Linked DNA regions of Gossypium hirsutum: all the other regions are linked to region 3. Evidence: chromatin contacts called from public Hi-C data. All regions are on one chromosome and are shown on one strand. The core of a region is the stretch at or near the end of the contact, and the rest is flanking DNA. Distances in the headings are between cores, read along the strand shown. Region 1 holds the start of LOC107918137 (polyubiquitin). Region 2 holds the start of LOC107918136 (probable galactinol--sucrose galactosyltransferase 2). Region 3 holds the start of LOC107962243 (F-box protein At1g78280).

Evidence for each region. A called contact is a pair of places that touch in the nucleus more often than the background predicts.
Region 1: a Hi-C map of leaf shows a contact between it and region 3, with 3 times the contacts expected there. The contact joins the promoter of LOC107918137 here to the promoter of LOC107962243 in region 3. A contact is called at or near these places in 4 of 34 Hi-C or Micro-C datasets (hypocotyl and leaf).
Region 2: a Hi-C map of leaf shows a contact between it and region 3, with 2.3 times the contacts expected there. The contact joins the promoter of LOC107918136 here to the promoter of LOC107962243 in region 3. A contact is called at or near these places in 15 of 34 Hi-C or Micro-C datasets (anther, callus, fibers and 4 more).

What each region holds. Positions count from the first base shown.
Region 1 is chrA01:41,044,267-41,048,467 of Gossypium_hirsutum_v2.1, forward strand. It overlaps LOC107918137 (polyubiquitin), which reads right to left and starts at 2,507. Exons shown (of 2, transcript XM_016847668.2): 1 at 2,295-2,507; 2 at 289-1,630. The coding sequence starts at 2,447. The coding sequence ends at 485.
Region 2 is chrA01:40,909,217-40,912,928 of Gossypium_hirsutum_v2.1, forward strand. LOC107918136 (probable galactinol--sucrose galactosyltransferase 2) reads left to right here and starts at 2,019. Exons shown (of 14, transcript XM_016847667.2): 1 at 2,019-2,249.
Region 3 is chrA01:40,591,506-40,595,558 of Gossypium_hirsutum_v2.1, forward strand. LOC107962243 (F-box protein At1g78280) reads right to left here and starts at 1,589. Exons shown (of 16, transcript XM_016898561.2): 1 at 1,035-1,589; 2 at 811-921; 3 at 634-689; 4 at 361-503; 5 at 1-127. The coding sequence starts at 1,186.

The DNA.
Region 1 (4,201 bases), core at 1,257-3,756, 450 kb after region 3:
TCGATGCCCACTTAATTAGTCATCTTGTAGACTAAAATATGTCAATCTCCAGCTGGTCGAATACTTCATGGCTTTCTCAAATTCGATTTAGATAAGACATTAATTTCCCGTGACAAAGTAAAACATCATGACTTAATTCTATGGTCTTAAAAGAGTTGAATTTTTTAATGCAATATATTTATTTATATATATATGTATAAGTGGATCTTTACATGCTTTGGAGGATTAAGATGAAAGAATTCCAAAAATGACATCCAAATATCAGAGGTTCAACGTACCAAACAGAAGTTGAAGGCATTTGAACATCGAAGTTGACGATTCATAATAGCGTCCAAAGACAAACTTAAAATATTAAAACAAAGATCTAATAGCAGTAACCCATGAAAGTTCGAAAACCACATAGCTAATAATAATCCCAAATAAGCTTCCACACACATTATTTAAAGCCAAAAAAAGGCCACCAACAACGGCAAACAATCCTTACTTAGAAACCACCGCGAAGGCGAAGGACAAGATGCAGAGTAGACTCCTTTTGGATATTATAATCAGCCAATGTCCTGCCATCTTCAAGTTGCTTGCCAGCAAATATGAGCCTTTGCTGGTCTGGTGGGATCCCTTCCTTGTCTTGAATCTTTGCCTTAACATTGTCAATGGTGTCTGAACTTTCAACCTCTAGAGTGATAGTCTTTCCAGTAAGAGTCTTAACAAAGATCTGCATCCCACCACGCAGCCGCAACACCAAGTGAAGGGTAGACTCCTTTTGGATATTGTAGTCGGCCAATGTCCTACCATCTTCGAGCTGCTTGCCAGCAAAGATGAGCCTTTGCTGGTCTGGGGGGATACCCTCCTTGTCTTGGATCTTTGCCTTCACATTGTCAATGGTATCGGAACTTTCAACCTCCAAAGTGATGGTCTTTCCGGTAAGAGTCTTTACAAAGATCTGCATACCACCACGAAGGCGGAGAACCAAATGGAGAGTAGACTCCTTCTGGATATTATAATCGGCAAGAGTCCTTCCATCTTCAAGTTGTTTTCCAGCAAAAATCAATCTTTGTTGGTCTGGTGGGATTCCTTCTTTGTCCTGAATCTTGGCTTTCACATTATCAATGGTATCCGAACTCTCCACCTCCAAGGTAATTGTCTTTCCAGTGAGAGTTTTGACAAAGATTTGCATGCCACCTCGAAGACGAAGTACTAGGTGGAGGGTGGACTCTTTTTGGATATTGTAATCAGCTAAGGTGCGACCATCTTCAAGCTGCTTTCCAGCAAAGATAAGCCTCTGCTGATCTGGTGGGATCCCTTCCTTGTCTTGGATCTTTGCCTTTACATTATCTATTGTGTCAGAGCTTTCAACCTCCAAGGTAATTGTCTTTCCAGTGAGAGTCTTGACAAAGATTTGCATGCCGCCACGAAGTCGAAGAACCAAGTGAAGGGTGGATTCTTTCTGAATGTTGTAGTCGGCTAGCGTGCGGCCATCCTCAAGTTGTTTGCCAGCAAAGATAAGCCTCTGCTGATCCGGTGGGATCCCTTCCTTATCTTGGATCTTAGCCTTCACATTATCAATGGTGTCTGAACTCTCCACCTCGAGGGTGATGGTCTTGCCAGTGAGGGTTTTAACAAAGATTTGCATCTATTGAATCAAAAGATCAAAAACAAATTAGTATCTCAATTATCAAGAGTTCAGAAAATTAGCAGAAAAACAAAGTCATAAACAATAAGTTAGAATCCAAGGCCGTCATTTATATATCAATTATTATATTTTAGCAAATTTAAAACCTGGAAATAAAATCTGCAAGAATACCATCACAAGAGATGCCCTTTTTAAAATCAAAGAAAACCAAGAAAATCAAAATTCTCAAAACAAATAGAAAGCATAGACAAAAATTTCAAGAGCCTAAACAAATCTACCAATTTAAAATCCCAAGAACACACATCAACAAATTTAAGAATGTCAAATATTTACAACTGAATCTCAATAAACAAAGATGGTCCATTAACAGATCCACTAATAATTTAACTATTTTCAAGGAAGATATTCAACATGATTAACCAAGATCCGATTAGTTAAATTAAAAAAAAAACCCTTATACGTATAAGCAATCAAATTATGAGAAGATCTATCAAAATTAAAGCAAAAAGGACTGAAAACTCATTCAAGATCCACCAACAATTCAAGATAATGAGATAACAAACAAGATACGATTTTAAAAGAAAAAAGCCCATAATAATACATAAAAGCAATAAAATTGTTAATTAAGATTGAAAAATTGAAATATAAAACAACTATGAGTTACCTTGTCAGAGTAATTGGAAAACGATTCGAAGTGTTTGAAGACGGAAGAGTCTGCCGGTGAATAGATTGGGAGATTTACGCCTTTCTTATAGGTGGAATTTGCCGACTTTACGACAATATTGCCAATAGTATAACCAATCAGTTCTTGCCACATTTATTTCTACCGAAAGCCCACGCTGAGTTTGTTTTTCATTCGATAAATATGGAAAATAATAAAGAAAGTAAATAGCAAAAACTTAAATATAGGCAATTATCTGGTTAAAATGTGTTATAGGTCCATTTACTCTTCACATCTTTAGAATTTAGTCCTTATCTTTTTATTTTTAGGAATTTAGTCCCTCTATTTTCCTTATTTCACAATTTTAGTCTAATTATTAACAATGTCAAATTATTTTGTTAACAATAACATTGTAGTGAACCTAAATTTAACAAAGTAATCTTAACAATCTTAATAATTAGACCTAAATTTTGAAAGTAAAAATTAAAATGACTAAATTCCTAGAACTAAAAGTATAGGGATTAAATTTAAAATTTATGAAAAACATAGAAACTTATGACATATTTTAACCGCATTATCTAAAACTCTATGCTATATATAGCTCCCATGTGACTATAGGTTCCTTTGGGTTAATATGAAAATTTGTCACTATATTCCATTTTCAATGATATTTTTCATTTTCCTTATGCACTATAGATAAATTTACCACAATACTTTAATTTTATGTTGAATTTTGTTGTTTTACTTTCATTTGATTGAAATTTGCCATTAAAGTTAATTTTTTATTCAATTTTAATTCAAAATAATTTTAAGACAAAATTTAATATTTTTTATATTTTAATTTAATATTTAAAAATATAAATTAATATAATATAATATTAATATTAAATAAAAGTTAAATTAGTTTTAGCTATAAAAATAAAAAATTAGATTTACCTACAAAAATAAAAAATTTGAAAAAAATTCTTATTAAATTATATTTTCAAATTATCAAAATTAATATTGAGTGATAAAATTTAATTAAAAAAAGTTGGTAGAAAATTTTTATAAAATTCTAAGCTTAATAGTAAATTTCAATCACCTAAGAGTTGAATGGCAAATTTATTCATATTTAAAATTTAAATAAAAGTGATTATTTTATTAAAAACCAACTCGAACTGAAGTATTTGGACGATTTATAGAATACAAGTTTAAAAATTGCGGTTACCTAAAACTGAATTGAATTTTATTTTTATTTAATATATAATTAAATTTATTTTTATGATATAAAAATAAATACTTTATATTTTAAATAGTGAAAATAATTTAAAAGTTCTTCAAAAAAAATTTTTTAGAAGTATTTATGAAAAAGACTCTGAAAATTTATAAATTAATAATTAAAAGCCTTAAAAAGATTATTTTATCAAAATAAGTCTAAAAATCCAAAACAAAAAATTAATATGAAAAAACTGAGAATCAAATCAAGCCGAACCGATTTATGATAGACACTTTAAAAAATCCAAAAAAAAAAAACAGCTGAACTGACATTACCACTAGATAATATGGATATCACATACATATAATAATTATATGTTATAATTTACTATCATAAAAGGGTAACCCAAATTTAAAATGATCTAATATGGTTAAGGTTTATTGAGCTTCAATTATTATTAAAGTATGGGTTAAATATATATAGATACTCTAATAACCAATTTCTAATTGATGATAAACTAATTAGAAATCAAGGTTATTTTGAAAAGAGAGAGTCACTGTAATGGTCTGATTTTTAGTGGTACCGAAAAAGGTGGTTTTAGAACCTTATTTTCGTAAATCGAGTCAATAATTATTAAAAATTAATATTTACGAGGATAAAATAAAAAATATATTAAAATTTGTCTAGTAATTTTGCTGAATTAATAGTTAATTAA
Region 2 (3,712 bases), core at 769-3,268, 320 kb after region 3:
AATAGGATATTTTTGGTGCTCTCAACGACCGCATCAACAGTCTTCCTTAGTTGTAAATTTTTGGCCTACAAACAACTCCTCACATTCAAGATTTATGGCCAATCGGCAGGCAGGTAATATATCGGGGTACTCCGAAAACTTAAATGTATACGCCACATTAGGATTTACGGTCGACATGTGGGCCCTAGGATCATTGTGCATGACAATGCCTCAACTTGGGTTCCTGGTTGAAGAAGCGTAAATAGTTCTATCATCATTCATGCCTTCACCGTCGATATCATCCGGGACCTCGTCTAAATCGGGATCACTATAATCTTCAGCCTCTTAATCAGAAGGACTATTATTATCACGTCCATCTTCACCATTTGCATCGGTCTCAATTACTGGCGAATGTATTTGTAAACGGAGACCTGGGTTAAGGTTCTCAAACACATATGGAGAATTAATATTGATGTCAAACATGCATATAGTCGTTCGCCTATCAACGGACGTTCTCGGAACCTCCATACACGGATCTTTAAACTTCATGTTCTTCACTTAATGAAGTGAAATCTTCACTTGGCTCTACATCAGCTAACTTAGCAAACAACTGAACCAATTCAGTGTGGCCACTCTGATTCTGGTAATAAAGTGCGACTATTGTCTCTATGTCTTCATTGTCTATAAATCCCATCAGTCTACAAATTCCATCTCGGTGAATTTGATGGGATTTGTCGAAACTGGGACTTTGTAGAATAGTTTCGAGATTCTCTTCCCACAATGTTTAATAATTTTTGAACTGATCCTTTCTTTCATATTATCAATCGACACATTTTTATTAAATCTCATAGCTATTTGTTGGTGAAATTCAAATATAAAACCAAATGTTGTTAAAATTACTCTATCGAAATAAACGCAAATTGATTATCCATCTTCAATATAAATATGTAAAAATATTTAAACATAATTAAATTTCTCAATATTTTTTTCAAAAACAAAACAAGATTCTACTATAAAAAATATAATAACAAAAATTAATCACTGTACAAACCTTACAAATCTTTCTGACTTCTCTTCTTTGTTTTCTCCTCTTCTACAAAAAAAATTTCCTTGTCTTTCTTCTTATTTGTTAGCTGCTACAACCATTCAACCAAACACAAAAAACACTAAAACAATTCAACAAATCAAAACACAAAAATTTTTACAACGCTTCATACAAATTACTATAACCGTTCAACTCAAATATATAAGGGTTTCGTGCCGCTTGACAACCTTCCTCCCCCAACTGGTGCCGGCTGTCACATGCCCTCCAAGCTTGGTGCCGCCAGTTTAGTACCCTTCACCCCTTTTTACCCGTATTTTGTTCAATAGTTTTTTCTGTATACTAATGTTGCCGTAGAACGTCTCTTCACAATTAAAAAATTATTTTTTAAAACATATCATGAGCTAAAGATGAATGTATTATAATTGAGCAGAAAAAAAGGGCGATGCTGCCACCCCTTTCAGTCCACCTCTTAGCATTGTTAATTTCACCCATTTTGGTAAATAATGTCACTGAGATATTATTTTAGTATTTAATTAGTTTTTAGTATTATCAAGGTAACCATTACTAGCATTAAATAAATAAATTATCCTTTGAATGATTGAATTGCTTAGTAAATTGAAAAAAAAATAGAAATAAATTAAAATATTAACAAAAACAAGTAACATACGGATCCACAAATATTCAGATTCATGTTTTAATAGAAATTACAAGCCCCTTTCATTTCCACCGCTGTTTAAATTTACAATTCAGAGATGCCTTCTGTCACTCAGTCACGGATTGCTCAGCAACAGTAAGCAATAAACCCTAACCCAAAATATCTAATATGTTTATTATTATTTTATTCATTAAAAAAAATTGTAGAACAAAAACAAAACGTTTCTAAAAGAATAGCAATAATAGAATATAAAATTCCACGTGGCAGTACACCAATGATCCCGTAATAGAAGTTGCTCGATATTTAACCCCCAGAAATTGTGGCTATAAAAACCCAGCTTCTTCACCCTCATTACTCGCATCCGTTGTCTGAAAGAGGAAAACAAAGCCATTTTTAGTGGTTTCGCTCTCTCTCCCTCTCTCTAGAGAAGAGGCATTCCCTTTGTCGGAGTGCGCTTCTGCTGAGTGTTTCTTTCGTTTTCTTTTGTTTTAAGTTTTGGAGTCAAGAGTGTTTCAAGCTTCTTAGTCCTATTGGCTGCTTAACGACCTAAGCTAGCCCCGCCGGATATAGGTGAGTTCATTTTGGGGTTCTCAGCCGTCAACTGTGAAATTAAATAGTGGTTTATGGTGGATTCTCTTTTTAGAGTAACATTTGTTTCCCTTTTGGATGACTTGTTGTTGGTTCCCTGGTGATGATGAAATGGGACGTGATTTGGATTTGGATTTTGGAGTTTCTATGATCTAAAATCTTTTGGAACTTTTTGTTTGTTAAATTTGAAAGTTTTATGGATTTGTTATTTAAATTGTATTTTACTTTATTTCATTTTTTTTAAGTCCTGTTTTTCCTCTCTGCGATTTGTTTCTGGTTTCGTGGTGATCATGATCATGAAATGAGACGTGCTTTGGAGTTTTTATGATCTGATTTTTTTTTAAATTTCCTGTTTGTTAATTCTGAGATTTTGATCGATTTATAAAGCTTCTGCTTTCCATGACTATGGATTATGGTATGGAGTAGATCTGCGCTTGACGAAGAACGTAATTATAACAATAAAATCTTATTTACGTAAGAGTTAAGATCACGACGATAAATCCCTCGAATTACATGGTTATGAATTATGATTTTGCTCTTACGGTGACAGATAATTTTTTTTAATAAATATCTGTTTAATTGAAAATTCATCGTCGTTTAAAATTTTGCCAACTTTTTATAATCCTCTGTTTAACTAAAAGAAGTTCGTGTTTTCTTTTTCACGTTTTTTCTTCTGCTGTATTAATCGTGAAGGTCTTTTAGATTATTGGACCTGCTTTTCTCGTGTATCCGTCCAAACTTGCTCTAACTCTAAGCATACACTTTTTCTTTTCTTTTCTTTTTTTCTTAGAAAAAAAAAATTTCTGAAAGTGAAAAATTAAGAATTTATTTATTTTTCTAATAAAAAGAGGAGCTTTGTTTATAGTCTGAACAGATCATTGTGGTCCGCCGGCGGCCTTCTCTTTTTCATATTTATTTTTTTCCGTTGATGATCTTCAAGTAAACCATCTGAAAGTTACTTGATTATAAAAGATAGTTCGTATATTCCTTCAAAAAAAAAAAAAACCAAAAAGTAGCTTACAATCCCAATTTAGCGACGAACTGTAGCTTAAATCACGGTAAATAAATAAATTTGAACAGTTGCTCTCTTTTTTCATTCATACCTTGACCATTCCAGATTTTTCTTCATGGACATAATATTTTATCCCAATAAACAAAAAAAAAAAACAGAGCTGGTTTTCTGTCTCGATAAATTAAAAATGCTTTTTAATATTTTACACAATTTTTTCTTTTTCAGAAATTTTTTTTCGTTCTTTATAAGTTTTGGGTGGGTTCAAAATTCCATGATTGTTCAGCGGATAGGTGAGAAAATGTTAAGCACAACATCAGTGAAGCAATTGGGGTGGTTTCTTCCTTCTGGAAAATCTCATGGCACTGGAAATGTTCCTTACAAAAGCCTAAACTTTCCAAGATATTTTAAACCCATTGGTCAAAATTTTAGACTC
Region 3 (4,053 bases), core at 339-2,838:
TCATTGAAATTTTTCCAGCAGTTCTTTGAGAGATCTTAAATGCTGTATCTCCATATTTGAGCAGTAGTTTGTCAATTGTCCAATTAGTCCTTGCGGGCCAATACTCGGCCAATCCAGTGAGCAAAACCTGGAATGTAATTAGCAAGAACCCCATCCAAAAAGCAGAAATTGTTATCCAGCTGCTTAACTCATAAAATCTGGCATTAAGGAAGAGTGCAACATTTACAGATATAATGCAACAGATTTCTTTTAAATACTCAACAAAGGACAAATATGTAGGGGATACCATAGCAATCATTGACAGAAGCAGTGAGTTCAACACAATTTACTGAAAACAAACATAAAATATATGTAGCATACCGGTTTTTTCCCATCATATTCGCGATCAAACTGTTCCTTTGATAAATCGTTTTGTCTTTCAACATTTCCATCATCGAAAGAAAATCCGTCTAATGTAGTATGGCACCTATATAATCTTTTGTATAAGAAGAAAGAGTGAAATCCTGCAGCCCCCTCCCCCCCCCCCAAAAAAAAAATATAATATATATATGTTAACAATTACTCAAATCAATGCCATCATTTAAATAAAGAAAGGATTTATTTTCATAAAAACAAAAACGTGAGGCTATTTACCATCAAACTGCAATGGTTTTCGGCAATAGTCTATATATTTATTCGGCAAATTCTCTCTGCATTAAAATTATTATAAATAAATAAAAAGCCAGCGATATTAGATACTAAAATACAAAATTGAAGCAAAAAGAAAATAGGAAATTTAAGTTTCAGTTTCAGCTGCAAAGATGAAAATACAAATGCAACGTCGTCTTTTTCCAGGAGCCTTTGTATGGAAGTGGACCGTTGACTTTCTTGAGGCAAAGGCTCATCCAAAGCGGCTCTTCATTGCAGAATATATACATAACACTAAAAATGCAAACTCAAAATAAGAAAATATATTAGACAGAAGAAGATTAAAAAGCGAGAATATGGGAATTGGAAAAATTAAGAATAAAAAGAGAGCAAAGAAAAACAAAAACCTGCTGACACAAGCGAGACGAGCTATTTCAAGAGGAGTGAGGTAATCTAAGATGGCACAAATGAGTTCGTCGGGGAGGAGGTTGAAGTTGCCCAGGGCATCCACGCGGCGGTCTTTGAGATGCAAACTCTGGGATTCATGAGAATTTTCCATTGATGAGTTCAGGTTTTTTTTATTTTGGGGGGGGGGGGTCAGAGGGAATATGGGGATCGATCGAAGCAAACAGATTAAAGGTAATATAGATTTGTTTCGTCGTCTTTTAAACAACTTTGCTTGGAAATAACGCAGAGCGCGTTGCCACGTGTCTACTAAGACTTTCAATGCTATATATTAATTAAAATTTATAACTTCCATTGGAAGAAAAGTCACAAGCAGAGAAAGATGTCTCGCACAAGATAAATAATATGGGTAGTACAACAGAGAGTGCAAGAGGTCGAAAAACCCTAAGATACAAACTAAGGAAATAGGAACAATCTTAAGTTGAATCAGGTTTCCACCATCGAAAATAAAAAAAGAAGGGGGAGACTCAAGCAAATAACATTAGCAGACAATCAGCAGGGCAAATCAATCGGCCAGACGAGATGTATCTAAGTTACAACCATATCCTCTATATGGGCTTAACTCCGAAACATCATTGTATAAAAGTCCAACTTTTAGACACTATCTCATCCATATGTTTAAACTAATGGACCATTCCCATCACATAGGATATGGGCTCAATCAATTAAATTAATACATATTATCATTTTTTTTTATGTCATTGTTACATATAAATTTTTTTCTAGTCAATTACAAACATTTAACTCCATCTCTCCCCTAATCTTCCAATTTCGCTCCATTATCTCTGCAACTGAAACTTCTCGAAGCTCTAAATAATTTCATTTCTCTAATATCAGCTTTAATTTAAACAAAATGTTCTCCAAACAAAGACTGACGATTTCGTTATTCATATATAAAAAATAAACTTGTTTCAACAAGCATGTTTTTAAAATGTAAAATCATTTATATAATATCACTCGCAAAATTTATCTGTAAAATAAAATTTTCACTGTTTTCTTAAACCAAAACAGTCCAAATGATGAAAATAAAGAAAATGTTATTATTTTTGAATTTAGAGTTGAATTGAATTCAACAAAACTATCAAACTTAATTTTTTTTTTGATAAGTGAAGAATTCATTACCAAAAAGAAAAAAAAAACCTGCTACATGAACAACATCACTCAACAAGAAACTATACAACAAAACTATACATTCATGTACTAGATAAGCCCCAATTCAAGCAAAGGTGTTTGTTAATGGTGTACATCTTATTAATCTGTTTACCATTCAGCCGAACTCTCAGCACTTCTTGAATTCTTGCAAGCAAGACCTCCACCAGATTAGAAGGTTTGCCAAAGAGTCTGCCATTCCGCTCAAACCAAATGATATGTATAAATGCAGTCCATGCAAGTTTGAGAATGCAAACTATGAGAGACTTACCTTTCAATTAATTCATAGCCCAATTCAACTCTTGAATCCAAGTCCCAATAGATCTTGTAATGCCGTAGAGAACCAAAATCAATCCCCAAAGCCCTCGGGCGAACTCACGTTCAAAAAAGATGCAGTCTCTTGTTTTCAGTAGCAGAGGAACATTAAAGGCAACTGCTATCAATGTTAAAACCACAAGCAATTAACCAATCTCTTATAGGTAGCCTGTTCAAAATATCCATCTATGCAATAAGTGAGTGTTTAGGCACATGAAGTGGAAACCAGATAAGCCTCTGCCTTTTCCCCTTTCATTTGAGTAGGGAACCGCAAAATAAATTCAGCAGCAAGATCCCTCAGATTAAGGAGCCTCCTCCATGTCCAACTACTAGAGGAATTCAAAGAAACATTCCAAAAAGAATCCCCTTTTGACGCATACATTTGGATCCAAGCAATCCGTAAGGAACCCTCAGAAGCAAGCAAGACTGGAATTAGTTAAGACATGCAAACTTTGTTCCACTCCTCTAAATTTCTGATGCTTAATCCTCTCTCTGACTTGAGTAAGCAGATGGTGCTCACCCTAACCCCTACAGCACTGCTATTGGACCCCTTCTAGAAAAATCTTAGGGACAACTAGGTAGTACTCTAGAGAACAAACTTAGGTAGAAGGTACTATCTGCTCTATAAAGCTTGCACGCTGAAGAGAACATATTTGATCAGTTGAAGTTTACCAGCAAAATTAAGTGTTTGGGAGACCAATAATTAATCAGACCAATAATTAATCCTACAAGTTATCTTCTCAATGAAGGGTTTGCAATCAACATTAGGCACCAAAGGCACACCAAGGTAATGTATGTAAACCCAATTACAGCCACCATGACAAGGAAGATCTCAGTCTTAGCAGCATTGAGTTGAAGGCCAAAAATAGTGTAAAATTCTTACAAAATACACCAGACTCCAACCACTGAATCAGCTAAACCTTTTACAAAGATTAAAAGATCATTTGTAAATGAGAGGTGAGTTAGAATTATCCTATGACACTTTGGATGAATGTCACACTCAGATTGTAAAATCTTATGTAGCAAAAGAGTTTGGCATACTAAATTCAAAGGTTCTCTAATCTGGCGGGTTTTTTTTGCAAATAAGAACAAGTAGCGGGCTGGTTGAGGGAAAGTTGGATTTCAACCATAGTTCCGTTAGTTTTGAACTAAGTATATGTTAGTGAGAGACATGATGATTAAGGTATTTCTAGGTGGCTGTGAATTGGTTTTAGTTAAAGGGGTTGGAGGGACTATATATATCCTTCACCGGGAAGGATTCTTTTATTTTTCTGTTCTTCTTCTTCATTTCTCTAGTTTGCAATAAAAGAGAGAAGATTAAGGAACGTTCGTGCATGGAGAGCAGAGATTGAGGTTTAAGTATTAGAAATTAGAAATCTTGTAAGCTGGTAAGTTTTCTAATATCCTTGTATTATCAGAATTAAGAAAAAAAAGCTAGTTAAGGATTTTAGTTCATTATTGGTTCTACTCTGTTTTGGGTAAAATGGCAAGTAACCA